Regions from separate parts of the Mus musculus genome. Here regions 1, 2 and 3 are each linked to region 4. The links are chromatin contacts, called in public HiChIP or PLAC-seq and promoter capture Hi-C maps. All regions are on one chromosome and are shown on one strand. Each heading gives the region's core, a stretch centred on a gene start, on an enhancer-like site or on the middle of the called end of the contact. The rest is flanking DNA. Distances are from core to core; before and after follow the strand shown. Region 1 overlaps Txnrd2 (thioredoxin reductase 2). Region 2 holds the start of Cldn5 (claudin 5). Region 3 overlaps Arvcf (armadillo repeat gene deleted in velocardiofacial syndrome). Region 4 holds the start of Gp1bb (glycoprotein Ib, beta polypeptide).

Region 1 (2,747 bases), core at 74-2,573, 150 kb before region 4:
CAGAAACATGTATATGGGATGGGGGCCATCCTGGTAGGAGACATAAGCTGGGGTAACTGAAGGTTCTGGTTGGAAGCAAAGCAGGCCAGGCAAGAGCATCTGGCACCTATGCCTTCCAGGTGGCTGCTCTGCCTTGGTTCCCTTTGGAACTCACTTTGGAAAGTGTAGAGAAGAATCTGGGGAGACGGAGCCAGTGGTTGAGTCTAATAGGTCCCAGTAGAACTCTTGCTAGGTCAGCATGGCTCTTGGACTCTTTGGTGTACCAGAGGGGTCCCCTACAACTGTCAGAATGCTCAGATATGAGCCGTGGCCACTGTACACGATACCATCAGGCCCTGTGTTTTAAGTTCAGGAACATGTGACTCTCTAAGAGGTGCCTGATTCTCACTGCTGCCAGGTACCAGGCCTCAGAGATGTCAGTTCCAAGGAGGACTGCATGAAAAGTACCACAGAGCTTTCTGCCCAGCACTGCTCCCTCCTGGTCATTTCACCATCTAAACTTCTTTTTATGTGTGGACCTCATGTGTGCCTGGTGCACATGGAAGCCAGAAGAGGGCGTCAGGTGCCCTGGAACTGAAGTTACAAAGAATTGTTAGCTTTTATATGGATGCTGAAACCCAGGTCTTGTGGAAGGGCAGCCAGTGCTCTTCACCACTGAGCCACCTCTCCAGCACTTTACACCACTATCTAATTAAGGCTCAGGCCACAAACCTGGGCAGTGTGGTTGCTTGTTCTCCAACTATAGGCCTCATCTCTGTTTTGTGAGCACTGTACCCTGAGATAGCACCTGTGTTGTCTCAGAAGAGAGACATCGAGTGTGTCTCAGTCTAGCACACAGTGCTGGGTTGCCACCAGCATGTGGCACAGGAAAGCCTTCTTTATTTTAAAATTTCAATACACAGTTTAAAAGATGAATGTAAGCATGAAGTTAATACCCCTTCATTCAGGTCAGGCCAGCAGCTAGAGAGCCTAGGGTGAAGTAGTGGTGTTGTCTAATGGGGTAAGGTGTGCTGTGTGGGGATGTTTCCTGGGTTACTCAGGCCGGATGGAATGTGCTGGCTGGAAGTGTAGTTTATCTCTGTAGATCTCTACTCATTTCTGGAATGCCAAACAGCATCTGCATTTCCTGCTACAGAGGCGATTGGCAGTGGGGGTCTGAGCTGCTGCAAGCAGGAATACCCGAGGCGATGTGCGCCCTGAGACAAAGTGGTCTCCTGCAGAATGACACTGATTTGGGATTTGTCATGGACTATGACATGCATGTCAAGCTGTGTGTCAGGAGCACGTGACATGCTTGGGGCCATATGAACCAGACCCCGAGTCACGGGGAACCATGGGCGGGATCTCTTTGGAGCTCTGTCATGGGACCAGCACTCTGAGATCATCAGTGTGGCTTATTCAGAGAAGAGCCTGTGCAAGTGAGCGTAGTGGGGCTGAGCCCGGCTGCTTTCCCTCCTCTAGAGAAAGGGTAGATAAGCAGACCCACAGGCCCTGGGATTCTCACTGTGGGGAATCAGCCTTGCGTGCTGAAGGCTTTTGAGGTTGGCACAGCCTGACAGCTCATGTCCATGTCTTTGAAGCCTGTGGCATGGTGTTGTGAGTCTTCAACCACCTGCTAGGAGGGCGATGGGTGGTGGTGTGGTATCTGCACAGGCTGTCTGCAGTATAATGCTGTTGTACTCTTCCCTCAGGGGCGGCCTGAGCTGACGCCCACAGCTATCAAGGCAGGAAAGCTTCTGGCTCAGCGGCTCTTTGGGAAATCCTCAACCTTAATGGATTACAGCAATGTGAGTTCCTTTAAAGGACCCAGGTCAAGCTAGGAAAGGCTTGGCTGGTTCTTCTGGGGTAAGGGGTGTTTGCATCTATGTGCCTGCATGTACGTGGATACATGCATGCACACATGGGTATGTGCATGTATGTATGTGCACACCGATGTGAATACCTGCGTGCACATGAGCAGGAGGATACAGTCTTTAGGGCCATGTGAACCAGACCCTGAGTCGCTGGGAAGTATGGCCGAATCTCTTTTGAGCTCTATCATGGGACCAGCACATCAGTGGGTTCAGAGAAAGCCTGTGTCCGTGAGCTATCCCTGGCAGCTCATTCCCTCTTCTAGAAAAAGGAATGTATGTAGTTTAGCTCCTGGTCCAGCCCAGGAACAATGAGTGGCCACCTGCTGTGCTCATGTGTGGCTGGGTCCCTGGCCTCAGATTACTGCTCAAGTGTCACTCAGGGGACGCATTTTCAGTTTGGGAGAGGGGGGTGGGGGGACCACACACACACACACACACACACACACAAAGCACATCTGATTCCAGACCTACTTTCCAGGTTCCCACAACTGTCTTTACACCACTGGAGTATGGCTGTGTGGGGCTGTCTGAGGAGGAGGCTGTGGCTCTCCATGGCCAGGAGCATGTAGAGGTAGGGAACTCTCCTCCACAGAACCCCTCTATAGATTGGAGGTCTGGTAAACAGGGGCTACTTCTGGAGGCTGCTCTTGTCAGGGCATAGTGTGGGGCCCCACAGGACAGGAGTGTTGGGGAGCAGCCCCAGAAACAAGGGAAGCCTCCGGCAGCTTTAGTGTGTGCCTAAGTTTCGCTTCTCTGGTCCCACTGAATGTCCCCTGCTGCCCTGGTGTCCACCTGGGTCTCTGACTGCTGCCTTCCTCTGAAGTCTTATGATCTGGTAGCCTCCAACACCCCGCCCCCAGCTACACTGTATGTACTACAACGCCCCGCCCCCAG
Region 2 (2,700 bases), core at 99-2,598, 150 kb after region 4:
TAGCTGGAAGAGGTACCAGGGAGGACAAGAAAGGGTGTGTATGTGAGGCTCTCCCGCCGTCTTCTAAGAACAGTTTGTTGTAGGGTGAAGTAGGCAATGACCTGGCCCCATAGACCTCTAGCTCAGAGCCATCTCCAGAAGGAAGCAGGGACCCATAAAAGGGAGAGATTTACCAAAATCTCCACATCTGTGGCTGGCCTCAACAATGTCATCCTTTCCCTATAGAGGCCCTGAGTTCTTTTGAGCAGAGGAAACAACAAAACAAAACCCCCAAACAGAACAACAACAGAAGACAACAAAGCCCAGCTGGAGTCCAGGGTTAGCTGGAAACAAAGGGAGCAGGGAGGAGTGTTCACTGGAAAGAGGCTGGCGCCCTAGTTTGGTTGTGGGCTGTGGGGCCTGGTGCCCCCACCTGAGCCTCAGGGACCCAGTGTGTCTAACCCAGTGGACCTTTCAAGAAATGGCTGGGCCATTGTGCAGAAGAATGCCCGGAAATCCCGCGGCTCCCTCCTCCACCGAGGATGGGGGCTCTTCCTCCTGGCCAGGAAACTCCAAGTTGGCTTCCGGAGGGTGGCCTGGGGGCTGGGGTGGCAAAGCACCACAACTATTTGTAGGATGGCAAGGCATAGCCTTTCTATGTCCCATCGTGTCTCTGCTGTCCCAGGATTCCAGTATGCTGTGTTAGGATCACAGCCTATCTGCTGGAGAAGACTGGACGTCGGAGAACCCTCAGGGGTTGCGCAGCATCCCAGAGGAGAGCACAGGCCCTTGCAGTGTTCACTTTGTGTCAGACCAGTGGTTCCAGGGAAGGAGTGAGAACTGTAGGCGGTGGTTGGGTAGGATCATGAATGAGGTTATAATTAAGGGCAAGCCCAACACAGGCTTGCCGAGCATCTCCGCTTGGTGTGCCAAGGGAAAAACGGCGGGCGTAGAGGTTTGTTTCACCTGTGCACGGGGGCTCAGAGAACCTCCAGGCCAAGCAGTCTGCAGAGAGGAGTTGGAATGATCCGGGATGTAGCAGGTGGAGCTGGTGAGTGTAGGTTAGGGGTCATGCTGCTAACAGTGGAGACAGGGGCGCACAGATCTCCTGTGTACCTGCCAAGATCAGCCCCTACTAGGACAGAAACTGGTAGGGTCTCAGACTGCGGTTCTGCAGGGTGCGGTTCGGGTGAGCAGGACTAGTCCTGCTCGCCCGTGGTTTCAGTAACTGTAGCTGTCAGGGGGTCCGCGATTGGCTGTGGGCCGAAGGTCTGCTCATGGATTGGTTGAGCTAACTCGGGGGGCTGCGCCCTGGGGGCAGAGTCCGCCCCCGAGACTTCAAATAGGACAACAGGTTACTTCAGAACCCAGTTGGTGTAGTTAAAACCTCCTCTTCTGCTCCAGGACTGGAGGCTCCAGAGCAGAGGCACCAGAATCAATTCCCAGCTCCCAGCCTAAGCAGCGCAGAGAGCACCCGGAGGCCCCAAGGGCCGTCGGGTGAGCATTCAGTCTTTAGCCATGGGGTCTGCAGCGTTGGAAATTCTGGGTCTGGTGCTGTGTCTGGTAGGATGGGTGGGCTTGATCCTGGCGTGTGGGCTGCCCATGTGGCAGGTGACTGCCTTCCTGGACCACAACATCGTGACGGCGCAGACGACTTGGAAGGGGCTGTGGATGTCGTGCGTGGTGCAGAGTACCGGGCACATGCAGTGCAAGGTGTATGAATCTGTGCTGGCGCTGAGTGCGGAGGTGCAGGCAGCTCGGGCACTCACCGTGGGCGCTGTGCTGCTGGCGCTGGTGGCACTCTTTGTTACCTTGACCGGCGCTCAGTGCACCACCTGCGTGGCCCCGGGCCCAGTTAAGGCACGGGTAGCACTCACGGGAGGAGCGCTTTACGCGGTGTGCGGGCTGCTGGCACTCGTGCCGCTCTGCTGGTTCGCCAACATCGTTGTCCGCGAGTTCTATGATCCGACGGTGCCGGTGTCACAGAAGTACGAGCTGGGCGCGGCGCTGTACATCGGCTGGGCGGCCTCCGCACTGCTCATGTGCGGTGGCGGCCTCGTGTGTTGCGGCGCCTGGGTCTGCACCGGGCGCCCTGAGTTCAGCTTCCCGGTCAAGTACTCTGCGCCGCGGCGGCCCACGGCCAATGGCGATTACGACAAGAAGAACTATGTCTAAGGGCGGGAGGCATGGCGGGGCTCTTCCCGCAGCTAAGCCCGCGATGGGAAAGACCGATGCGGGAAGCCGTGTGTGGATGACGACCACCGCTGGGTTGCGCAGCGCAAGTCATGCTGGGTTCGGGCCAGACTTGCCCGCTCTCAGAGTCCGTTGACCATCACTAGCCGGGCCCTGCTCAGAACAGACTACAGGCACTTTTAAGAACTTGACCGACCTTTTCTTCTATGCGCAGTTGGCCACGACGTGGGTGGAACGCTCAGATTTCATCGGTGAAGTAGGCACCAAACTGCCGCGAACAGTTCCTACTGAGATCCTGGGGGCACTAGATGCTGCCTTAATGTCCAGTGGCACCTGCTAACCTGAAAGGGCAGCTGGAGAAACCCCGGGGCTGCCAGAGGGACGTGTTAAAAAGGGCATTTTCTTTGTTAGTGGAGAAGAACCTACTGAACCAAAGGACTTAGCCTGGACCTGGTCTCACTCCAGCACTCCCCCAAGGTGGGGGCCCTGTAGGTACCAGAGCCTTAGAGGGGTTGCCTTCCTCCTGGA
Region 3 (2,700 bases), core at 5-2,504, 240 kb before region 4:
TTGTGCTTTTAAAAAGCCATTAGCTCTTCCTTTTCATAAAAGCATCTAAGAGAGCCCGGCGGTGGTGGCGCACGCCTTTAATCCCAGCACTCGGGAGGCAGAGGCAGGTGGATTTCTGAGTTCGAGGCCAGCCTGGTCTACAAAGTGAGTTCCAGGACAGCCAGGGCTATACAGACAAACCCTGTCTCGAAAAACCAAAAAAAAAAAAAAAAAAAAAAAAAAAAAAAGCATCTAAGAGGAAGAAGGCAGGCGTTGACTTTTGTTGATGAGCAGTGTCCACACTCACCAAGCCTAGCAGGGACCAGGCCGACTGTTTCCTGAACCGTGCAGGGGACACAGCACACCTGGGAGACCAGAAGACATGTGACCTTGATAAGACTTGTAAAATGCTGAGAGACATGTCCACTCTTGCAGTGGCTTCTGCTGTGGTTTGAATGTGGCTTGTTTCCTCCAGACCGCTGGCTGAAATTTAATTTCACTTTATAAGATAATAAGAATGGTCCGGAAGGAGGCTTTAGGAAGTGATTAGGGCTCTGCCCTCCTGAATAGATTAACCTGGTTTTTTATGTTTGGTTGTTTTTTTTTTTTTTTAAATTTGTTAATGGTTATCCAAGAGTGGATCTGTTGTACAGGGTGGTGACCTAGGTCTCCTGTGCTCTGTTTCTCCAGCATGTGACACCCTGGACCACCTTGCAACCCTGCTGGCAAGACCACACTTCAATACAGCCTCGTGACCTTAGACTAAAATCATAAGCTTTTCCTCTCTAACCTCCTTGGGTGTGGCACTGTTACTAACAGTAGAAACAGGTACAGACAGCTTTCTGGACAGGAAGCTCACCCCAACCCAGGTTCTGACCATAATCCTGACAAGCCCCCATGAGGCTTGCCTCCAGCAGTTTCTGGTCTTGTCTCTGTGGTTGAAACTTCTGTTCTGCTCTGGGAGTTTCTCTCTGCCTTTTTGCTTGCCTGGCCTTTTGGTCATCTTTGTCATTTTCTGCCTGTTTGCAGCTTGAGTTTGCTTTCTACCCCACCAGGCTTGAGTTTCTGCTACTGCTATCTGTTCCTCTCTGCAATCAACTGCCTTTGGTGTGGTTTTGTAAAAGACATTTATGATGCTTCCTTTTCTTTGTGGCCAGTTCCCAATTCATTGAACATCATCTTTAACCTTTGGCAGGGGTTGGGGGAGGGAGGGTCATAGCTTTAGTCCTTCCCCTCTGTGCAGATAAATGCAGTCATGTGACTCAGCGGGAGGCAGCTTTCCCAGGCCTCTCACAGCAGAGAATCCCCAGACCTGGCTAGCGGTGTAGTTCAGTGGCAAGGTCCCTGCACACACAGTCCTTGGGTTCAGTCATCAGGACTGCAGGCTCTGCATGCCTGTAATTCCAGTACTGTCAGGCCATACAGGAGTTCAGGGTCAACCGTGGCTACATCTTGAGCCTGGGGTACATAGAGGGGTCCTGTCTCAAATGATGACAGCCTCAGGAACAGGAAGTGCTGATGATTCAGGGGTCCTTTTGGAAAGAGTGGAGATGGGACACACAGGAGAATGATCCTGTCTCAGATCTCCACCCCCTCCAGAGAAGGATCTCCAAATCCCAGAGCCTCTGAGGGGTGTGGAGTTGAGAAGCCAGGCAGCACTGAAGGGCTAGAAGTCTACACTGGGTGAGGTGCGTGCGTGCGTGCGTGTGTGTGTGTGTGTGTGTGTGTGTATGTGTACATACACACAATTGATACACACACACACACACACACACACACACACATATATATATATATATATATATATATATATATATTCATTCTAAAAAAATGATTAAACAAAAAGAATTAAAAGGCAGGAAGAGTTTGAAAGTTAAAGTTTGTTCCAAGAGGACTTTTTTATTAGAGTGAAAAAACAAAACAAAACAAAACAAAACACCCAACCCAGGGCAGGAAAGCCATAATCCTCAGCAATTGCCAGTAGGAGGGGAAAGGAGACAGCAAGGAGGAAGAAAATGATGCGGTGTTAGTTTAGAGGGCATAGCAGTAAGCACATGGCAGACAAGCTGCCTCATAGTGGGGAGGAGAGCTTTAGAGAAAGAGTAAGGAAGCCCAAAGAGTAAGAAAACAGCAACAGAAACAAACAAACCTTAGGTTCTAGCTAGTGGCTGAAGGAGACAGAAGTAGAAGAGAAGAGAAAGTTACAGCTTTTTCAGTCAGGGCTCAGAAAGGTGCAAAGATCCATGGACCCTTAGGACAGCCCAAGGGGAGCATGTGGGAGCAGGGATTCTAAGAAGGGCAGCATCTCATTAAAGGAGTCATTACTGCACTTGTCTCCCTAGTGTGGGAGCCCTTAAGGTGAGCCCACCTTTCTAGGGCTGATCCCTTAGCCAAGTAACTGACTGATTGGACTGAAGTAATCCTCTTATGTTTTAGATAGTTTGGAACTTCATCAGGTTGACAGCTGGGTTAAAGATTACATCCTGTTGGCCAGAGTGAACCAGTATTCCCTTACAAGACGTCTGTGTTGCTTGCTTCTCTGAATTGTTTACCAGGAGGTCATGCCAGGGACAGTATTTCTCCTGAGAGTCACCTGGATGTAGACAGGCCACTGTTACAAAGGAATGGTGACCTGCATCCCCCAGGGCTCAGCTCTGAGTGCCATGGCCTGTTTTGCCCTTCCTATATCCATGGTGGCTGACAGTGAGAGAGTACTGCCAG
Region 4 (2,700 bases), core at 95-2,594:
CAGTCGCAGCGCCAGGGGTTGGCGCCCAGGTGTGCTGCGCGCAGAGCAGGCAACGCGTCCAGAAGCCCGGGCGGCAGCGCCGTCAGGTTGTTGCCGGTCAGCACCAATTCGGTGGTGTCGGGAGGGAAGGCAGCCGGCAGCGACGCCCAGGTCAGCCCGCGGCGCCCACAGTCCACGAGCGTCCCTGCGCAGCTGCATGGCGCGGGGCAGCCAGAGGCTGGGCGGCTGAGCAGCGCTAGCAACAGAAGCAGCAGGCTCAGCGCCCCACGGGGCCCTGAAAGAGAAGCACTAGGATGAGGCGGGAGCATCCTTGGGACCGTCGGCGCTGCTCCCGCCAGCTCCTAGGACCAGCATCCCACGAGTCCGCAGGTCCCTCCACCCCGGCCACTCTGGGCGCTGGCTCGAGTTTCCATCCACCTCTGATCCAAGACTTTGCCTATTGATGCCCAAACTAGAACACCTCCTGACCGTGGCTCTTCCTAGAAAGCTGCAGACCCGACCCCAGAACTCACGGGAGCCCATGGCGAGAGGATGGTGGCCTACTTCGTTCTGGAGAGGCGTTGGCCCGAGAGCCTGCCTGAGTCTACAGCAACAGACCACAATTCTGCCGCCTGGCCAGAAATAACTCCGAGCCGGCGCGCAAGGGCGTTGCGAAGGCAGATAGGGTACTATCGCCTGGGGCCGCAGGCAGCCCGGGCTTCCGTCCCCCCGCCCGCTCCCAGGGGCTCATGGAACACTCGGACACTCGGTGCGACGTTCACCAACTTTGTTCTCCTGTCACCAGGACAGGACGCGGCATTCACAACTGAACAAAACGGAGCATGGGGTGTGTGGGGAGGAATCATGCGGGTGGAGATATGGAGGAGGCCAAGGGCTGGAATCCTTGTGCAACAGAGTTGCTGGGAAGAAAAGACCTTGACCTATGGGTGGACGAAAGTAGTCTAGGCATAGGGACACCCCGTCTCTACCGCCCTTGGAGTCCTTCAGGTAGACTCAGGAAGGGGCGCGAGCGGTCTAGAGCATCGCGGCCCCGCCTTCCTCCCAGAAGCCTCTAGATCTGGGGTCTTCCTAAAGGCCTTAGCCTCCAAACCCCGCCGCCTCCGATCCTGAACAGAGCATGATTAGGGAGTAAGGGAGGAACCGGCCTACTTCCGCGCTCAGTAGGCCATTAGCAAATGCTTCGTAGCCCACTGGAATCGGCAGAGGGGGGCCTCCCAACTCCACTCTGCAGCACTAGCTTGGGTAATAGGCCCAAGATCCTGCATCCACGTCCCTCCTCTACCCTGGTTTATTGGCCCGCTGGGGGGCAGTGATCTTCTAGGAAGGGAGATCTTGGAGGTTGTGCACATCTTGTTCCCTTATGATAGGCGGGGAGGTGCGGGGTGGGGCGGGGGCAGGAGGTTGGGGAGGGGCTGTGATTCAGAGCACTCGGAAGCAGATACAAATGACCGGGAAGGGTGGACGCCGAGAATAAATTAGGGTCATCTGGGGGCTGTGGCTCTGTGGCTCCAGGTCTGAACAGTCTGGTCAAAGCCACTTTGGATTAGGGTGAGGTCCAGGCCTTCTGAGATCCAGATGAACCCAGGGTGGAATCCAGGACAGTCTGGGATCCAGGGGTAGGAGGGGCCAGCCCGGAAACCGGCCGTCTATCCTTGTCGACGACGTGGGGCTGGGGCGGGTGTCACTGGTCTTGCATTTGCTGCTTCATCTTCTGCAACATCTCCTGCATGCGCCTTAGCTGGTGGTGGGGGCGACCCAAGTCAGAGTGAGAAAAGGCAGGAGAGCTGTAGCTCTGCCCTCTGCTTCTCCTCCCTACCCTGTTCACAATCTCGGCCCTACTCCTGATATCCACCCACCTCTTCATCCTTCATCCTGATGAGCTTCTCGGTCTCCGCATCCGGTGTGGGTAGTGGGAGGATAGGAATGGGGCTCTCCATGCGGCTGTCCTGGGTGAGTTTGCTGTGGAATGAGAGGGCTGTGCTTGTTGGGAGGTTCGGGTTAGGAGGGTGGGAGCCGCCTGGCCTGCTACTGGTGCGGGTGGCCCACCTGGTCATCTGCTGGATGCAGTGGGCACGGTAGTTCTCATAGTGCACGTCGCACGTCACATCTTTGAGGTCGTGCATGTGAGTGCGGATGAGCATGTTGCGGAGCTTCACAAAGTCGCAGTGCGCCTGATTCTCCACTGTGGGCAGGATCGACGATGAGTCGGTGTCAGTCTAGGGGAGCCACCCACCCCTCACCCAGCCTCCTGCCTCATCTCACCTTCGACGATCCCCCAGGGGTACAGTCGCCCCCGGACCCGCTGCCCCTTGGCCTCCACCACAGTGTTGCTGCCAATAACGGCGAAGGGTGCACTTTCCTGGGGAAGGGGAGCAAGGACCCAGCCCAGCCTAGTCTGTAAGAGCAGCTGGCTCAGAGGCCATTCCAGCACTGCCATCATCCCCCTCCCATGGCATGGTCCCTCTGTGGGTGTCTTTGCTACCCACAAAAGCCACAAAGCCTGTGGGGCTAAAGGCCTTGGGGTTTCTGCCACAACGCCAGGCACTTCTCTGGCACTGGATGCTTCCAGGAGCTTCCTCCACGGTTCAAGTCAAAGCCAAGACCATGCTTACTGGTAGATGGCGCTGCCATCTGCTTCTGGCCCAAAGGCCCTAGTTCCTGGCTTAGCTCTCTGTCACAACCTCTCTGGCCTCTGGGGTA

What was found. Promoter capture Hi-C pulls out the DNA fragments that hold promoters and counts their contacts. HiChIP or PLAC-seq counts read pairs in DNA pulled down with a chosen protein or histone mark.
Region 1: a promoter capture Hi-C map of trophoblast stem cells shows a contact between it and region 4, with 4 times the contacts expected there. The contact joins the enhancer-like site here to the promoter of Gp1bb in region 4. A contact is called at or near these places in 25 of 39 promoter capture datasets (the 3T3-L1 cell line, 3T3-L1-derived adipocytes, the C10 cell line and 14 more), 4 of 15 datasets of contacts at CTCF or cohesin (the NIH/3T3 cell line, embryonic stem cells and pro-B cells), 15 of 484 Hi-C or Micro-C datasets (the BV-2 cell line, the HL-1 cell line, the N1E-115 cell line and 7 more), 22 of 115 datasets of contacts at active chromatin or transcription factors (T-cell acute lymphoblastic leukemia, craniofacial prominence, embryonic basal ganglia and 11 more) and 4 of 9 other capture datasets (adipose tissue, embryonic stem cells, liver and 1 more).
Region 2: an H3K4me3 HiChIP or PLAC-seq map of forebrain shows a contact between it and region 4, with 3 times the contacts expected there. The contact joins the promoter of Cldn5 here to the promoter of Gp1bb in region 4. A contact is called at or near these places in 11 of 39 promoter capture datasets (the HPC-7 cell line, the SN4741 cell line, cranial neural crest and 5 more), 15 of 484 Hi-C or Micro-C datasets (B cells, LSK cells, colorectal tumor organoids and 2 more), 12 of 115 datasets of contacts at active chromatin or transcription factors (bone marrow-derived macrophages, embryonic forebrain, embryonic limb bud and 6 more) and 5 of 9 other capture datasets (adipose tissue, embryonic stem cells, liver and 2 more).
Region 3: a promoter capture Hi-C map of cranial neural crest shows a contact between it and region 4. The contact joins the enhancer-like site here to the promoter of Gp1bb in region 4. A contact is called at or near these places in 10 of 39 promoter capture datasets (3T3-L1-derived adipocytes, cranial neural crest, embryonic stem cells and 6 more), 1 of 484 Hi-C or Micro-C datasets (bone marrow-derived macrophages), 8 of 115 datasets of contacts at active chromatin or transcription factors (craniofacial prominence, embryonic basal ganglia, embryonic hindbrain and 5 more) and 5 of 9 other capture datasets (adipose tissue, embryonic stem cells, liver and 2 more).

Annotation. Positions count from the first base shown.
Region 1 is chr16:18,470,463-18,473,209 of GRCm38.p6, forward strand. Txnrd2 (thioredoxin reductase 2) reads left to right here. Exons shown (of 18, transcript NM_013711.3): 13 at 1,692-1,787; 14 at 2,332-2,424. Among named protein-coding and RNA genes, the nearest start is that of Gnb1l, 27 kb to the right of the region's middle. Within about 2 kb of position 1,324, at least 36 of the 459 cell types and tissues checked have an H3K27ac peak or open chromatin away from gene starts, as enhancers often do. A contact at or near this core is called in trophoblast stem cells, where this site is marked.
Region 2 is chr16:18,775,499-18,778,198 of GRCm38.p6, forward strand. Cldn5 (claudin 5) reads left to right here and starts at 1,349. Exons shown (of 1, transcript NM_013805.4): 1 at 1,349-2,700. The coding sequence starts at 1,498. The coding sequence ends at 2,154.
Region 3 is chr16:18,376,172-18,378,871 of GRCm38.p6, forward strand. All of the region lies in intron 2 of Arvcf (armadillo repeat gene deleted in velocardiofacial syndrome), which reads left to right. Among named protein-coding and RNA genes, the nearest start is that of Arvcf, 29 kb to the left of the region's middle. Within about 2 kb of position 1,255, at least 42 of the 459 cell types and tissues checked have an H3K27ac peak or open chromatin away from gene starts, as enhancers often do.
Region 4 is chr16:18,621,059-18,623,758 of GRCm38.p6, forward strand. It overlaps Gp1bb (glycoprotein Ib, beta polypeptide), which reads right to left and starts at 1,345. Exons shown (of 2, transcript NM_010327.2): 1 at 513-1,345; 2 at 1-274. The coding sequence starts at 522. Septin5 (septin 5) reads right to left here. Exons shown (of 12, transcript NM_213614.2): 9 at 2,263-2,359; 10 at 2,047-2,182; 11 at 1,857-1,959; 12 at 753-1,738. The coding sequence ends at 1,682.